Regions from separate parts of the Mus musculus genome. Here all the other regions are linked to region 1. A link is a contact called in public HiChIP or PLAC-seq data. All regions are on one chromosome and are shown on one strand. Each heading gives the region's core, a stretch centred on a gene start, on an enhancer-like site or on the middle of the called end of the contact. The rest is flanking DNA. Distances are from core to core; before and after follow the strand shown. Region 1 has its middle 12 kb from the start of Gm39767. Region 2 holds the start of Pdss1 (prenyl (solanesyl) diphosphate synthase, subunit 1). Region 3 holds the start of Apbb1ip (amyloid beta (A4) precursor protein-binding, family B, member 1 interacting protein). Region 4 holds the start of Gad2 (glutamic acid decarboxylase 2).

Evidence for each region. HiChIP or PLAC-seq counts read pairs in DNA pulled down with a chosen protein or histone mark.
Region 2: an H3K4me3 HiChIP or PLAC-seq map of embryonic stem cells shows a contact between it and region 1, with 5 times the contacts expected there. The contact joins the promoter of Pdss1 here to the enhancer-like site in region 1. A contact is called at or near these places in 9 of 39 promoter capture datasets (the HPC-7 cell line, the SN4741 cell line, cranial neural crest and 5 more) and 9 of 115 datasets of contacts at active chromatin or transcription factors (embryonic forebrain, embryonic hindbrain, embryonic stem cells and 1 more).
Region 3: an H3K27ac HiChIP or PLAC-seq map of embryonic stem cells shows a contact between it and region 1, with 7 times the contacts expected there. The contact joins the promoter of Apbb1ip here to the enhancer-like site in region 1. A contact is called at or near these places in 7 of 39 promoter capture datasets (the HPC-7 cell line, cranial neural crest, frontonasal cranial neural crest and 3 more), 1 of 484 Hi-C or Micro-C datasets (the G1E-ER4 cell line) and 3 of 115 datasets of contacts at active chromatin or transcription factors (embryonic limb bud, embryonic stem cells and forebrain).
Region 4: a contact with region 1 is called in an H3K4me3 HiChIP or PLAC-seq map of embryonic stem cells, with 19 read pairs. The contact joins the promoter of Gad2 here to the enhancer-like site in region 1. A contact is called at or near these places in 14 of 39 promoter capture datasets (the 3T3-L1 cell line, the C10 cell line, cranial neural crest and 8 more), 15 of 484 Hi-C or Micro-C datasets (LSK cells, brain, cerebellar granule neurons and 7 more), 16 of 115 datasets of contacts at active chromatin or transcription factors (SST interneurons, VIP interneurons, craniofacial prominence and 9 more) and 3 of 9 other capture datasets (adipose tissue, liver and pancreatic islet).

What each region holds. Positions count from the first base shown.
Region 1 is chr2:21,974,960-21,978,337 of GRCm38.p6, reverse strand. No RefSeq gene overlaps it. Among named protein-coding and RNA genes, the nearest start is that of Gm39767, 12 kb to the right of the region's middle. Within about 2 kb of position 1,822, at least 11 of the 459 cell types and tissues checked have an H3K27ac peak or open chromatin away from gene starts, as enhancers often do. A contact at or near this core is called in the G1E-ER4 cell line and embryonic stem cells, where this site is marked.
Region 2 is chr2:22,893,935-22,897,312 of GRCm38.p6, reverse strand. It overlaps Pdss1 (prenyl (solanesyl) diphosphate synthase, subunit 1), which reads right to left and starts at 1,791. Exons shown (of 11, transcript NM_019501.3): 1 at 1,551-1,791. The coding sequence starts at 1,682.
Region 3 is chr2:22,772,556-22,775,933 of GRCm38.p6, reverse strand. It overlaps Apbb1ip (amyloid beta (A4) precursor protein-binding, family B, member 1 interacting protein), which reads right to left and starts at 1,607. Exons shown (of 14, transcript NM_019456.2): 1 at 1,413-1,607.
Region 4 is chr2:22,620,432-22,623,809 of GRCm38.p6, reverse strand. Gad2 (glutamic acid decarboxylase 2) reads right to left here and starts at 1,483. Exons shown (of 16, transcript NM_008078.2): 1 at 1,072-1,483; 2 at 315-374; 3 at 1-121. The coding sequence starts at 1,147.

The sequences.
Region 1 (3,378 bases), core at 573-3,072:
CTTCCTTCCTCCCTTTCTTCCTCTCTCCCTCCCTCTCTTCTTTTCTTTCTTCCCCTTCCCCTTCCCCTTCCCCTTCCCCTTCCCTTCCCTTCCCTCCCCCTCCCTTGCTTTTTCTAAGCACTGGGGATGGAACCCAAAGCTTCTTTTATAAACTTGTCAAACTGTGCCATTGAGGTATATCCCCTTTAATTTCAATGTGTAGCTAGGACTGAGAAACATGAGAGGAAGTGAGGGATAACTCTCAGAAGATCTTCAACTTGGAGCCTACAGACTGGATGCTCAGGGCTCTTCAGTACCATAACCATCCTGGAAGGAATGATGATGTTTTAGAGACACTCGTGCTTCGGCTTTTGTCTTCAAACTTTTGAAACACTGGCCTGCAGGCAACTGGAATTTTCTCAGATGTCTCATGCTAGAAGAAGGGAAAAGGGCTGAAGGCTTATGCCATCCAGAAAACGAACTTGTCTCTAAGCAAGAAGTCTCTCACAGTCGTGACAGCTTGTCAGATCCCTTCCCAAGAATGACTAGAACTTAACAACAAGAGGCCATTGATAGATAGAACCACATCTTAACCAAGACTTCTTATTTATACTTCTTGCTCCATTTTAAAATCTTAACCTTATGTCAAAACCCTTCAAGAAGGGACTTGAGAAGTCACTGGATGCCTCTGTATCTCCACTAGGGAGCAAATGTAATCTGAGATCTCTACTATGTGACAGGGTGTGAGAACAGGGATGGATATACATGACTGAGGCTATGTGACAGTCTTTCTCTGGAGTGGGATTTGGAGTCTGGTGGCAGCAGAGCTTGGGAGTATTTGTCCTGCTTGCAGCCTTCTCTATTGTAGGACCTGGTTCCTTGATGGTTTTCTAACATGGGGTAATATTTATTCTGCTGGGGCTTTTTGTTGTTGTTGTTGTTGCTTTGTTTTGTTTTGTTTTGTTTTGTTTTGTCACAAACAGTATCTGGGGTTCTCAGTATGAGGTGAGGTGTGAGGGCCCAAATGTCCTACTTTTCTGTTGCTGTGATAAAACACCATGACTAAGGTAACTTAGAAAGGATCTAGTCTGAAGCTTATGGTTCTATAGGGTTAGAGGCCTTGACAATCATGGCACAGAGCATGTCAGCAGGCACCGTTCTGGAGCAACAGCCGAGCATGCACATCTTGAGACCATGAGGCACAGGGAGAGACACTAAGAATAGTGAGTCTTTTGAAACCTGAAAGTCCACCCCCAGTGACACATCTCTTCCAACAAGGTCACACCTCCTAAACCTTCCCAGACCCCCATCTGAAGGCCAAGAATTTAAACATATTAGCCTATGAATGCCATTCTCATTCAAACTAACACACCCAGCACACCTAGGAATAAGGGGATTGTCCAAGTAAGTACAACTATGCCCACAAAGGGCAGAAGAGTTAGTTTGCCTTGGAACTAAATATAAGTGACCATGTGATGGCTCTCTGCTGGCAGGCTGAGAGGAGAGAGCCCTGTCCAGCCAGGGCTGAAGCAGGATGGTGAATTGTTGCAGTTCAGATCTTCTACCCATCTGGAAAATAACCACCCCGAGCTGGGAGTCTCTTGAAGCAGGAACTTGTTTAAATATATATATATATTTATTATTTATATATATATATAAAGGGCTGATAGAGGAGGTGGGTTTTTGTTTTTGTTTTGTTTTGTTTTGTTTTTGCTGAGTTGAGATGAGATAGGGGGAGGGGAAAGGTGATGAAAGGAATTGGTGACTGACAGCCAACAAAGTTAAGTCAGCAGTAGCTAGGCAAAGGAGGTTGTGCTGAGTCACTTCAGTACAGAAGTGACTGAGACAGTTTTCAAAACTGGAGCCAGGCTTGGGTTTGCCCTTAAGGCACAAACCAGGACCATATAGGGCCCAACAACCATGTGCCAGAAGCTGATATAAGCTACTCTAATTTTCATGTGGTAACAGTTGGGTAAAATTTTATAGTAACAAAGAAAGTCATAAATCAAGGCACATTTTAAATACATTTTTGGAAACATTAGGTCTGTGGATTAGGAGTAGAGTAGGAAAATCTATGCTATGAGCTAAGGTGCTATCTGTCTATTTTCCATTCATAGCCATTTGGTTGGTGAAAGCTAGTCTTTTAAGGTAATACGTTCTAAAAGTTCCCACCATTTTCTTTTTAAATAACGAATTGAGGCCTACAAGATTGCTCAGTTGGTCAAACCATTTGCTTCTAACTTGGGGCCTACTTGGTGGAAAGAACCAACTAACAAAAGTTGTTCTCTGACCTGTACACACACACACACACACACAAACACAAACCATGACATATGTGCAGCCCCCTCACAATTAATTAATTAATTAATTAATTAATGCAGTAAATAGTCAATTGTCTTCTGTTCCAGAGACTATCATGTACTTCACAGAAGGCTCTGAATCTGCCCTGCACTGCTTTATTTTATTGTGTATCAAGTAATTGTGTTTGATTCAAGGAGATGTGCAGGCACTCTCTGAGAAGGCTTATAAAAATCAATACATCCACAGCCAGAAGTAAATAATGTGGCTTTAAAAAGGTCAACTTGACAGAGAGTGTAGACAACAGCCTGTGAAGTGATTCAAGGCCACAAGGCCAGTCAGTCCTTCCCTAGAGAGGCTGTGACTAGAAGCTGCACAATCAACCTTCTCCTTCTGCAAAGAAAAATGCTTATGTTTCCATGAACTTGCTTTGTTCTTGCAGAGCCAGTGGGAAGCAGCAATGTAATCAGGAGGGTTAGCAGCCTCAATTAGTTACATTCCTGTTGCTGTGACGAAATGCCATGACCAAAAGCAACTTACAGGAGAGTTTATTTTACCTTAGAGTCCTATAGGGAGAGTCCTAATGTCCAGGAAGGCATAGCAGGATGATAGGAACTGCAGGCTGGTGATCACTTCTTTATGTACACACAGGAAGTAGAGAGATAGATCTCGAAGGCTTTGAGGCTATAAACCCTCAAAGTTCACCCACAGTAATATGCTTCCTTCAGCAAGGCTGTATTATATAATGTCCCCACCTAACACCACGAGTAGTGATGGGACCAAATATTCAAATACAGTAGCCTATGGGAGATATTTCTTAATCAAACCTCCACAAAGCCACTGGCATTCAGTCCCTACCTAAATTTAAGGAGGAAAGAAGCATACTTGTTTTCAAGGAGATAAACAAGAATTCTTTATAGATCATAGGGGAATTCATATGACTGAGGCTTTTAAAATCCAGAATTTAATCCACAGAAGGGCTGGCATGTTGGACTGACTGGGGTAAACACTGGCTTGCTTTTTAAACTGGGAGACAGTAAACCATCTGGGGCACTGCTAGTTGGTCACCTGAGTCTAGAATAACAGGCATGAAAAGGAAGG
Region 2 (3,378 bases), core at 542-3,041, 920 kb before region 1:
TGCTCAATATGAATTAATGACAAAATCGGGTGTGGTTGCTTAGGTCTAATGCACTGCTATAGGGATAGGGATGGGGGTGGAAACTGAGGCAGGACTACTATAATGTATCTGGGGCCATGCTTAGCTTGACAGTAAGTTCTAGGCTACTCTGGGCTACAGTACGATACTATGTTGGAGAAACAAATTTGTTTTAATAATTGTCCTTAAGTCTTGTAGTCCTTGAGAGACCTGAAGTAATGAAAGCACTCATGTCTGAAGTAGACACCTGAATTCTAAATATGTTTATAGTAGAAAGTTAACACATGAATGAGAAAAACATGATGTTGGACGGTCAAGTAGTCTCCCTTTTTGCTCAAGGAAACGGATATGGATGCCAATGACAAAGATTCTTTCCAGAAAAACTCTTTTCACAGGTGAGGTTTCTTTTCTTTTTCCTTTCCTTTTTCTCCTTCCTTCCTTCCTTCCTTCCTTCCTTCCTTCCTTCCTTCCTTCCTTTCTATAGAGATAAAACCCCAAACCCTCTAAAGTCTAGCTTGCAGTATCAAAATGGATCCCTACAAAGCCTATCTTCCTCTAAGATTCTTCCTACATGCTCTCTTTCTCTTATTTGTTATTCTTTCTATTTAGAGCAGCTTGCATTTTCTCTCCAAATTCTTTTTTGGATAATCCGTTTTATGCATCTTGTTTAGTACAAGCCACATATTTATAAATGTTACACATCTCCTCCTAGTATAGAGTTTGATAAGTACACTGACATATGAAATGTACCAAATAGTACTAAAATTTAAGAGGTGGGTGATTATTTTTAAAATGAAAGATGAATTACTTATACAATTACTCGGTGGCCGGAAAGGTCTCCAAAACCCAAAGTGAAAAAAACACTAACTTCAAAAGTCAGTCTGCAGATACTGCCAGGTAAAGCACGGCACGGACTGACCCAACTCACACAGAAGCGAGAGTCATTTACAGGGCTAAAAACCAAAAGAAAATGAATTTGTAATCAAACGCAGTAGGAGACAGTTTTAAGAATCCGCAATTACTAATTAGATAATGATTTTACTTCAAAGAAGTCATAGGTCTCTCATGACACCCTTCGGCTCTTCTCCTTCTAGTGTCCTTCCAGCGCCTTTCAGGCGTGCGTTCTCTTGTAAGCACCTGCAGCACTGAAGTCCACCCTGGCTAGCATCACTTTGCGTCGCTACAACACCCTTTCCGAATTTTGAGGCTAACTGGATCCGAAACCCGAAATTGCTAGGAAAGTGAAAGCAGAGGTCCCTTTGGCTCTGGTTGTCCTCTCGACACACCCGGGTAGCCCCGGCTTAACAGGGCTGCGCTCCGCCGCTCCCTCTACCTCAACCCCAATGTCTTCTGGATGCCCGATCAGCAGCTCCGCACTTCTGGCCCCGCGACTAGTCCCACTTCCCGGGTGTCCCACCCAGTGGGGACTGCAGGCCCCGGCGCACGTGCGCATCCTCCCATTCATTGGATCGCCGGCTGTCATTGGCATGGTGACCTCTACGCCGCGGACAGCGCGCGCGTCCCGGCCTCACCTGCGCGCGGGTGTCCGAGGCGGCACGTGTTCCGAGAGGCTCCACACAGCCAGGTCGTTCCCGCCGCGGGCTCCCGACCGCGGTCGGCCTCCAGGAGCAGCCACGCCGCCAGCACGACCAGCGCATAGCCATGGTTCAAGTCTGAAAGTCGCGGCGGGCCGTAGCTCCGCCTCTGCCCCAAGCCCAAACCCGGAGCCGGAAGCTGGGCACCGGAAGCGCGAAGCCGCACCCTGTTCCCCACCCGGTCGCCTGTCCTCTTCAACCCTCCTCGGAGCCACTGGCTCTAGTCGGGAGCCGCGTCCGCTTTTATCCAGAAATGTGCGTCCGAACTGTTGTCCTACGCGGGACAAAGCGTGCAGAAATCTGGTTCCGGTACCTGCTAACCCTGAGGCCATTGTTTTCGCAATGCCAAGCTCCGAGTGGACGTGCCAACTTCCTCTAATTAGTCTACGCTGTGGGTTATTGTGTAACAGAAGCTAAGTTGACCTTATCTCTTAGCTTTTGGACTCTATCCTGAAAGCCTTAGAGATGTATACATGCATAGTTTAGCGGTTTTGTTCATGTCTGGATATGGGAGACCAACCCTTGGATGTAATGAACTACGCAAAATTAATTTTTTTTCGTTATCTTATCTCGCCGTGTAGACCAGATTGGCTTTGTATAGACCAGATTGGGTTCAAATTGACCATCCTGCCTCAGCCTATTGCTGCTGAGATTACCGACCTGCGTCCCCATTTCCAACTCTATTTGCTAATGCATACAGTGCAGCTCAGGATGCTCAAGAAAATGTTTTTATTGTCGTTGTTTCATTTGTTCATTTTGCCTGTCGCATGTCGGATTTATTCCGAAGTTGAAACAGCATTTTTATAACACTTTCATCAAATGATTATACATGCTCGTAATAATCTTACGCCATAATCTTAGGTGGAGGCAATGAGAGGCAAGCGCTGGGGAGACTGAAGAAGTTTACTGCCTTCCCATGTTGATGTTTTTTTTCCCATTCATTCATTAATTCATTTTACATCTCGACCCCCCTCTCCTCCCAGTCTCCCTCCTAGGAAGAAATAAACCAGCTGTAATTTTCTGAATCATAATTTTTTTTCTTGTTTGCAACACACTTAAAGAGGGTTAACCCTAAAGTTGAGCTCATTATTTTCTTATTAGGTTTCTATGTTAAAAATGGAGGTTATACATGTATGAAACTTGTCAAAATAAAACGTTTGCTGTTTAGGGTTTTGACTGAGTGGTTGGGTGTTTTCCTAGCATGCACAACATCCTGGGTTCCATCCCAACACCACAAATTACTTAATGAATGAGTGAATGAAATAATCAAATAGGTAGGCTTTGCCTAGATAAGTGTAGCAATAAATACTTTCATGTTCTTTTGACAATGTTATGACCTGTGGTATATTGTTATTGGTAATCTTCCTTTGCAGGTAGGGCAACAGGAATAACCCACAGGGAGAAGGATAGCAATCCACAATTCTGCTGGGCATTTTTTAATGTAAAAATTATCCAGATTAAAACAAAAGCCCTGGCTCTTAAAAAGAAGTTGTAGTGGGTTGTGGTATAAGCAAAAGAGCACGTTCCTAGTATAGTCAAGTCCCAGGTTAGACCCTCATTACCAACACAGACACAAAATCATTGAGCTGTAGTATCCAAGATGCAAGATAACTAGGAAATATATGTGAAGTCATTTAAGGCTTCTAACACTGTTGTGTAGCTAAACTCTGACTCCTAATAATCTATCAAGAAGACACACATAATTCATAGATGTTTCTTTTGACCCAACTAGGCTAGCCAGGAGAGGGAGTCTGATCCTGGAGCA
Region 3 (3,378 bases), core at 358-2,857, 800 kb before region 1:
AAACTCATCAAAAGTGTTTATATTTCAGCTTATAACAAAGTCTGTTGGCACATTCTCCTTTTCCCTCTGGAATTGAATACAAGATTGAAGCAGCATGTGATTCACCGGATTCCTTCTGAGCACTGTTAGTGTCTCCATTCTTATGTGGTATAATCTCATTTATCCCCGAGTTCCAGTGTGGTTAAAATAATGTAATTAAGTTCATCTCTGTGTGCTAGTATCCTAAAGATGTAGAGCAACAACTGGAATCTCTACCAAGTACCAGAAAGGTCACAAATATTTATAAGAATTTACAAGTTAAGTGCTAATAGTTTGAAGATGACATTACATTTGCTAGACTCTGAGTTCACTGATCAGACAGGAGACACCACCTGGAAGGACATTGGGTACAAGCGACTCTTTTTCTTATCTTCTGCTATCTTGCTAGCCAGCATTCCTCTTCAGGCCCACGTGCTCCCATTTTAGGGAGGCCCAGAAGGCAAAACCCTCGGTTTAGTATGAAAGCCAAAGTTTCTTTTCTGAAGTTTCAGTTTGGAGTCCCAGATTGGCGCACTTGCTTTTGTTCACACCATATCACTGCCGGTATGGAGGATAAACCCACAGCCTCTTGTCTGCTCAGTTTTCCCCTTTACTCGGCGTTCCCATCACAAAACTACTCTTTGAACAGAGATGCTGAGACGCTCTAGGAGAGCACATGTCACTCTGCACCTTGGTATGAAAGCTGAGAAATACATCGCCAAGGGGAATGAAGAGGTACACGTGATAAAGTCCGAGCGAGGGGCCTGTACTGGGGGTTCTAGCGGTGGTGGTGGCAGTGGTGGTGGTGGTGGTGGTGGTATACAAGAGCATTCTTGTCTTTCAATATATAAAGCATTTTCTGAATCTTCACTCCAAACTAAATTAGGAAACCCTTGTCTGGTATTCAAACTTATCCTTACCACATTTTTTACAAAGAAAAGGAGACTGAGAGGGAAAGACAGGCTTCAAAAAGCAGAACTGCAGTTAAAGTTTTAAATGAAGGGAAACACTTTGAGCTATGTGTCCTCTGACTCTCAAATGAGTCTCCTCAGACTACCACTTAATGTGAGGTGCCCTAAAATGCCTCAGGGGATGTTTTGTTTCAAGATTAGCTCAATTTAATGTGGGGTCCCTGAGACCTGGTAACATTTCTTAAGCAGAAAATCTGTTAAAACAAAACGCAGTGGGGAGAAGAGGGAGCCACAGGTCAAGAGCACAAGAGGTGCCCAGGGGACCTGAAGCTTCCTGGCTGCCAGGGGAAGGGGGGGGGGGCGTGTTCACGTGGCCGGTGCGTGGACCTGTGCCACAACTGTTGTCTCCCCCACCCCCATAGGACACGCAGTGTGGCAGCCTGAGTACCCCAAACCCGTGCGCAGGACTAGGGTGCCGCTTACCTTGACTGCTGGGAGGAGGGTGCGAGGGGGGCTTGCAGAGATGCGAGGAGGCTGTGCAGAGATGCGCGGGGCTGAGCCAGAGATGGGCCGGGTTGAGCCTAAGTGCACCGGAATGAGCAGAGATGAGTGGTTGGCGCCTCTGGGCTGGACCGGCCTCGAGGCGAGGACGTGGGCTCAGGGAGGAGGAAGTGCTTTGAGCCCTGCCCACCCGGCGGCGCAGACTCTCGGCTTTGCACGGAGGTGCTAGCTAGCAAAGCCCTGGAGGAGAATAGACAGACACCAAGCCCCGCCTAAAGGGCTCCGCAAGTTTAGCAAGTTCGGGTTGTTTTTTCCAAACCCTGTCCACCCCTGGAAGAAAACACTTCCTGCCCTAAGGTCAGAGAAAGCCTTCTCTCATCTGTGTGGGTCTTGTGTTCTTTGTAAGAGTCTGAGACTAACGCCCAGATGCTAGTCTGAAGGGTTAGTGCTCAAGGGGTGCTCAGGACTAAAAGTCTCAGATTAGCTGAGAAACTCCCTACAAGAGAGTTCACCAGTCAGTAACACCTGCAGGCAGTTAGTTCCCAAGGAGATCTAAATATCAACCTACGTTGGTTACAATTTTGAGACTTGAGCGGAACAGATGTAAGTTCCCTTTTCTGCCCCACAAAACCGTCAAGCTCCCTGAGCATCTGCGCAGCCTCCACTTCCCCCAAGACTGCCTCCTTTCACTGTTTTAATAAAAGGACCCTCTGCTTCTGTTGAGGCCTGTCTTCCGTTTATTTTCACATCGTGTGGATCAATCCCAATCTATTAAGTTCCACAAAGGGTAAAGGGGCCAGCTTATTTTGCAACAGCCTTCTATGTCTTTACCTCAACCCTCGCTGCACTTCCTCAATCTGCCATTGTCTAAGACTTCCTGGACCAGCCCAGAAGGGGACGTTCCAGTTAGGGTGGACAGAGAAGTGGTGCAGTGTGATGGCCTTTGTGCCAGAGTAGATCTTTCCCTGGGTGGAGGTAAAGGAAGGGCTCAGCAGGTGTCTGTTCTCAGTGGAGACTACTCTGATGATGGGCTGTGGTCCCTCCAACATCTTTATTTTTTAAAGTCAGAGTGTAATTGTCACACTGGCTGTCCTCGAACTTACAATGTATATCAGGCTGGCTTCGAACATATAGAGATCCTCCTGCCTCTCATGTGCCACCAAGATCACTTTCTGGTTTTGTTCTTATGATTTTGTTTGTTCATAGCTTGTATATCACAAGATTGACTGGGACTCACTCTGAGAGAAAGTGTTTAGGGAGATCTGAAAATACAGCCACTAAAATCAATTATGATTTTAAATGATGATTGAGTTAATTTCTCTTCCTCTACACAGCTGTGTCTTTAAGGGTTCACTGTAAGGCAAAATGGTGGAGACATGAAGATATAAATTAGACATATAATTAATTTCAGATAGTTCCAGTACTCAATGGGAGACTATATATAGTTTGTCTAAGAAGAACATAAACAGCAGTAACAGAAAGGATTGCTGCTTTGCTGGATGGCACACCCTACTCCACAGAAAACAGCTAATACACTGCATAGTCAACATGCTGAGAAAGAATAAAAGGTGACGGTATAAAGTAATGGTTATGCTGATAGGGCTTCTATGTCAATTGGAGTTGTGGAAAAAGATCAACCTTATGACCAGCATTTGAGTCGGACCTAAATGAAAGGAGCCATCCAATGATGTTAGGAGTTTTACACAAGAATATCCTAGAAAGAAAGGTTGATACCTCTAAAGTCTTCATTTAGGACAGCCCTTGAAGAGCCTGGAAAAACATCAAGGAAACTAGTAACAGTATGGCCTTGGGTGGCGAGAAGAGAATGGAAAAGAGACGAGGTTATGAAGGACACGATGACAAGATGGTTGTAGAGGCTGATGTAGTGAGGTGGGATGCCATTGAGAGCAACAGAAAGCAAAAACAAGCAACAGGATGGAGAGCGATT
Region 4 (3,378 bases), core at 234-2,733, 650 kb before region 1:
TCCCCTTTGGGGCAGTTGCAGGGTTTTTGGTCGCAGGTGCAGGCGACCTTCCCGGTGGCGGCCCGCGAGGTCACGCTCCCGCCGCCCTCCGCTGGCTTCCCGGAGTCTCCATAGAGCAGAGCTGGACAAAGACACGGAACGCGGGACCTGAGTCAGCTGGCGGTAGTCTCCGCTCCTACATCCCCACCCACCCGGCAACCCAGGGATTCGTCCAACCTAGGCTGCAGGCTCAGAGGGGAGCCCACGACTTTGCTCCCGCCAGCCGCGGGCCCCCGACCTTGCCAGCCCTTCTCCCATTCAGTGCCACCACTCACCGCACAGCTTGTTTCCGATGCCGCCCGTGAACTTTTGGGCCACCTGGCACCACGCTCTCGCTGCAATCGCCAGGCAGGGAAAAGCGAATCGGAAAGAAAACAGACGGGCGAGTGAGAATTTTCGTTCCAAGTGAACCAGGTCTTTAAGTCCAGAGTCTGGGGGCCCGGCGCCAAACTCGAAGCAGCCACCAGCTAGCGACTCTGCTTTCAGCAGGTGGGGGAGTCCGAGGGAATCTGACGCCGGGGCCAGCCCTTTCCTTGCGGTGTCCCAGAAAGAAAGCAGCTCACAACGCCGCCCTTTGCACTTTGTTCGCCAGGTTCTCGGGTTTCCAGACTCTCCCTGCCCTCACCTGGGCTGCCTTTCCTAAACCCGAGGCTGTTTGTTTCTCACCGCGCTTGCCTTTCAGACCCCAAACTCTTTCCTGCTCCCATTTTGTCTTTCCCTGCCCAGGGTCTAGACGTCCCGAGGCAAAGCCTAGATCTTTGATTTCTGACTCCCGCAGACGCTGCAGTCTTTCAGGAGCCTATGTTTAGGGGAAGGGGCCTAGACAACCCTGGGCTTTTTCCCTGGGGGACAAAGGACTGGGTGGGGGGGGGGGTTGGTGTTCTCACACAGTTACGGACTTAACCCAGAGAGCCGGGCGAAGCGCCCGAATAAGTTTCCTGTTGCAGATGTCAAAGCTTTGATGATCAGCCTAGCCCTGCAAACCCTAAACCACCCACAAAGCTCTCCCGCTGCAGGTCCTGATTTTCCTACCTGTGCCCGGGTTCTCAGGATCCGCAGAGCCATCTTCAGATCCGAAGGACCAAAAGCCGGAGCCAGGAGACGCCATGGGTTCTGCTAGACTGGCGCTGGTCGCCTCCAAGTGGCTGTGGCAAGCTGCCTTTGCCTCGACCCTGCACGAGAGTGCGTGCGTGTGCGAGTACGTGTGGCGGGAGAAGGGCACCGCGCGAGGGCTGGAGCGGCAGCGCGACGAGGGTGGGTGTCACACAGGGACAGGAAACGTGCTGTCTGCGTATGCCAGTGCTCGTGCGTGTTTGTATGTTCCAGTCAGGGCGCAGGGACGCGCTGCTGTGCTCTGCGCCGCCGAGGTTAAATGGGGGGAGTAGCCGTGATCCTCGCAGTCTGGAGATTGGAAAGTGGAAAGGGCCCAAGAGATTTTTAGGGAGAGGGAGCTTGGTGGGGAGATGAGAGAGTGACGGAAGGGAAATGGAGGCGCTGGGTCGTGAGGTGCGAGTCAGATGCGGGGGAGGGAGGCGTGCCTGCGTAGTGCTGACCCAGCCACAGGCGCTCCAGGTCTGCTTCTGCCGGAACGCGCTGTCCAGGGTGCTACCACAGCCCTCAGCACGCTGGCCTAGGTGACCCCAGGGACAGGGAGACCTTGGCAAGATTGGAATGGTGGCCGAGGGCAATTTCACGTGTGCATCGATTGGCTCATTGTTTGAGGGCTGTCTCTGGCTGCTGCCGAGCAAAAGTGGTTCTCGCGCCCGCCTTCCTCCAAACCAGTGCTGAGGTCGCTGTGACCTCAAGAGCCCAGGCCACCTGGCCTCAATCAGGAAGAGCTCCAAAGCTTGGGGAAGGAACCAAGGAGGGAGGAAGGTGGACCGCTTCCACACCAACGAACTCATTTCATCTCCTTAGCAGAGCCTAATGTCTGCCTGCTGAGCTGAGCCAGCCTGGGGGGTGGGGGTGGGGGTCGTACGGTTTCTGTGCAGTCATGCCTGGGTCCCCAGACCCATCGTCCAGGTTTTGACTGACGGCTGAAGAGAAAGGCTGCTGATTGAAGCAATTAAAATCCACGCTGGAATCTATCACTGAGGACCTCAGGCTGAGAAAAATTAAATAAATAAAACGAACAGAAACTTCTTGGAGTGGGTGAGAGCTGACACATACACAGGATTCAGGGAGTCTCAAAGTAAGCGAATCAGTTTTTCCAAATCCCAGGAAAAGGCACTCCCATCTTTTCAGGGATACTCAACCCACTGACCTCGTCCCTTCCCAAGAGGAGTTCTTGCCATCAGCAGGTGCCTAGGAACACAACAGTGGCAATTTCCCAGCCCAGAAAGAAGTAGTTTCGTTTGTGTTTTCTAATAAAGGAATGAAAAAATCCTTTCTGTTTCCCTTTTCCCAAAGGCTCTTAAATGCAGGGACGGCGCCTTGAGGAAGATTTGGGGCCCTCTGGCTCCGCTTCCGTTTCCTCTTGCCTATACTAAACCCATAGTTCCAGGCTTACAGAGAGCTCAAGAAAGACTTGCAGGAAAGTGCTGCTTTAAACCGTTCCCGATCTCCTTTCCTTCTCTCCGAGCGAGGGACTGCAGCTTCCCTGCTCTCCATAGTCCTTTATTCCTTCTTTGAGTTTTTCAAATGAGTCACCAAAGCTGTTGCCGGAGGAGAAACCCTGGGACCTTTAGTCTTGGTGACCAGGATCACTTATTTTGTTAGGGATCCGGAGACCTCGAATAACTGCAGATGACCAAGTGCATTCTCTCCACAAAGCTTTATCTTCTTCCCAAGGTTTCCAGAATCCAGGGGGGCCAGGGAGGATCTAGCTAGAGGATGCCCACTGAGGTCCGGTGAGTGGCCCGAGGTGGGGAGGGGGAGGGCGGTGAGATTGGCACTGCTGAGGTGCTACCCAAGGCGTGTCTCTAAGGGAAGGCAGTCACCTTGACCCTAGGCCTCAACTTAGTAAGTCTTTAGGGTCCTCCAGGCCTGGTGGCTTCAGCTGGCAGAGGTAACAGCTCCTGGAAAGGGCGCTTCCGCCCAGCCTTGCCAACAAGACTTGGAGAGCCTGAGTCTTTGTTTAAATCCATACTAAATCCTGCAAAATAATTCTCTTCAAGCCAGCTGGCTGGGGTTGAAGCTTTTTACCATGGATGAGTGGTCGGAAATAAAAAAAAAAGGTTCTTAAACACACACACACACACACACACACACACACACACACACACACACACACACACACACCTTCCAAGGAAGAAATGGATGAAAACAAGAGATACAGATTTTCAACATCTGAATTTTACTTCGTCAAAAATAGTAACTTAAAGCGATACTGTGGAAATG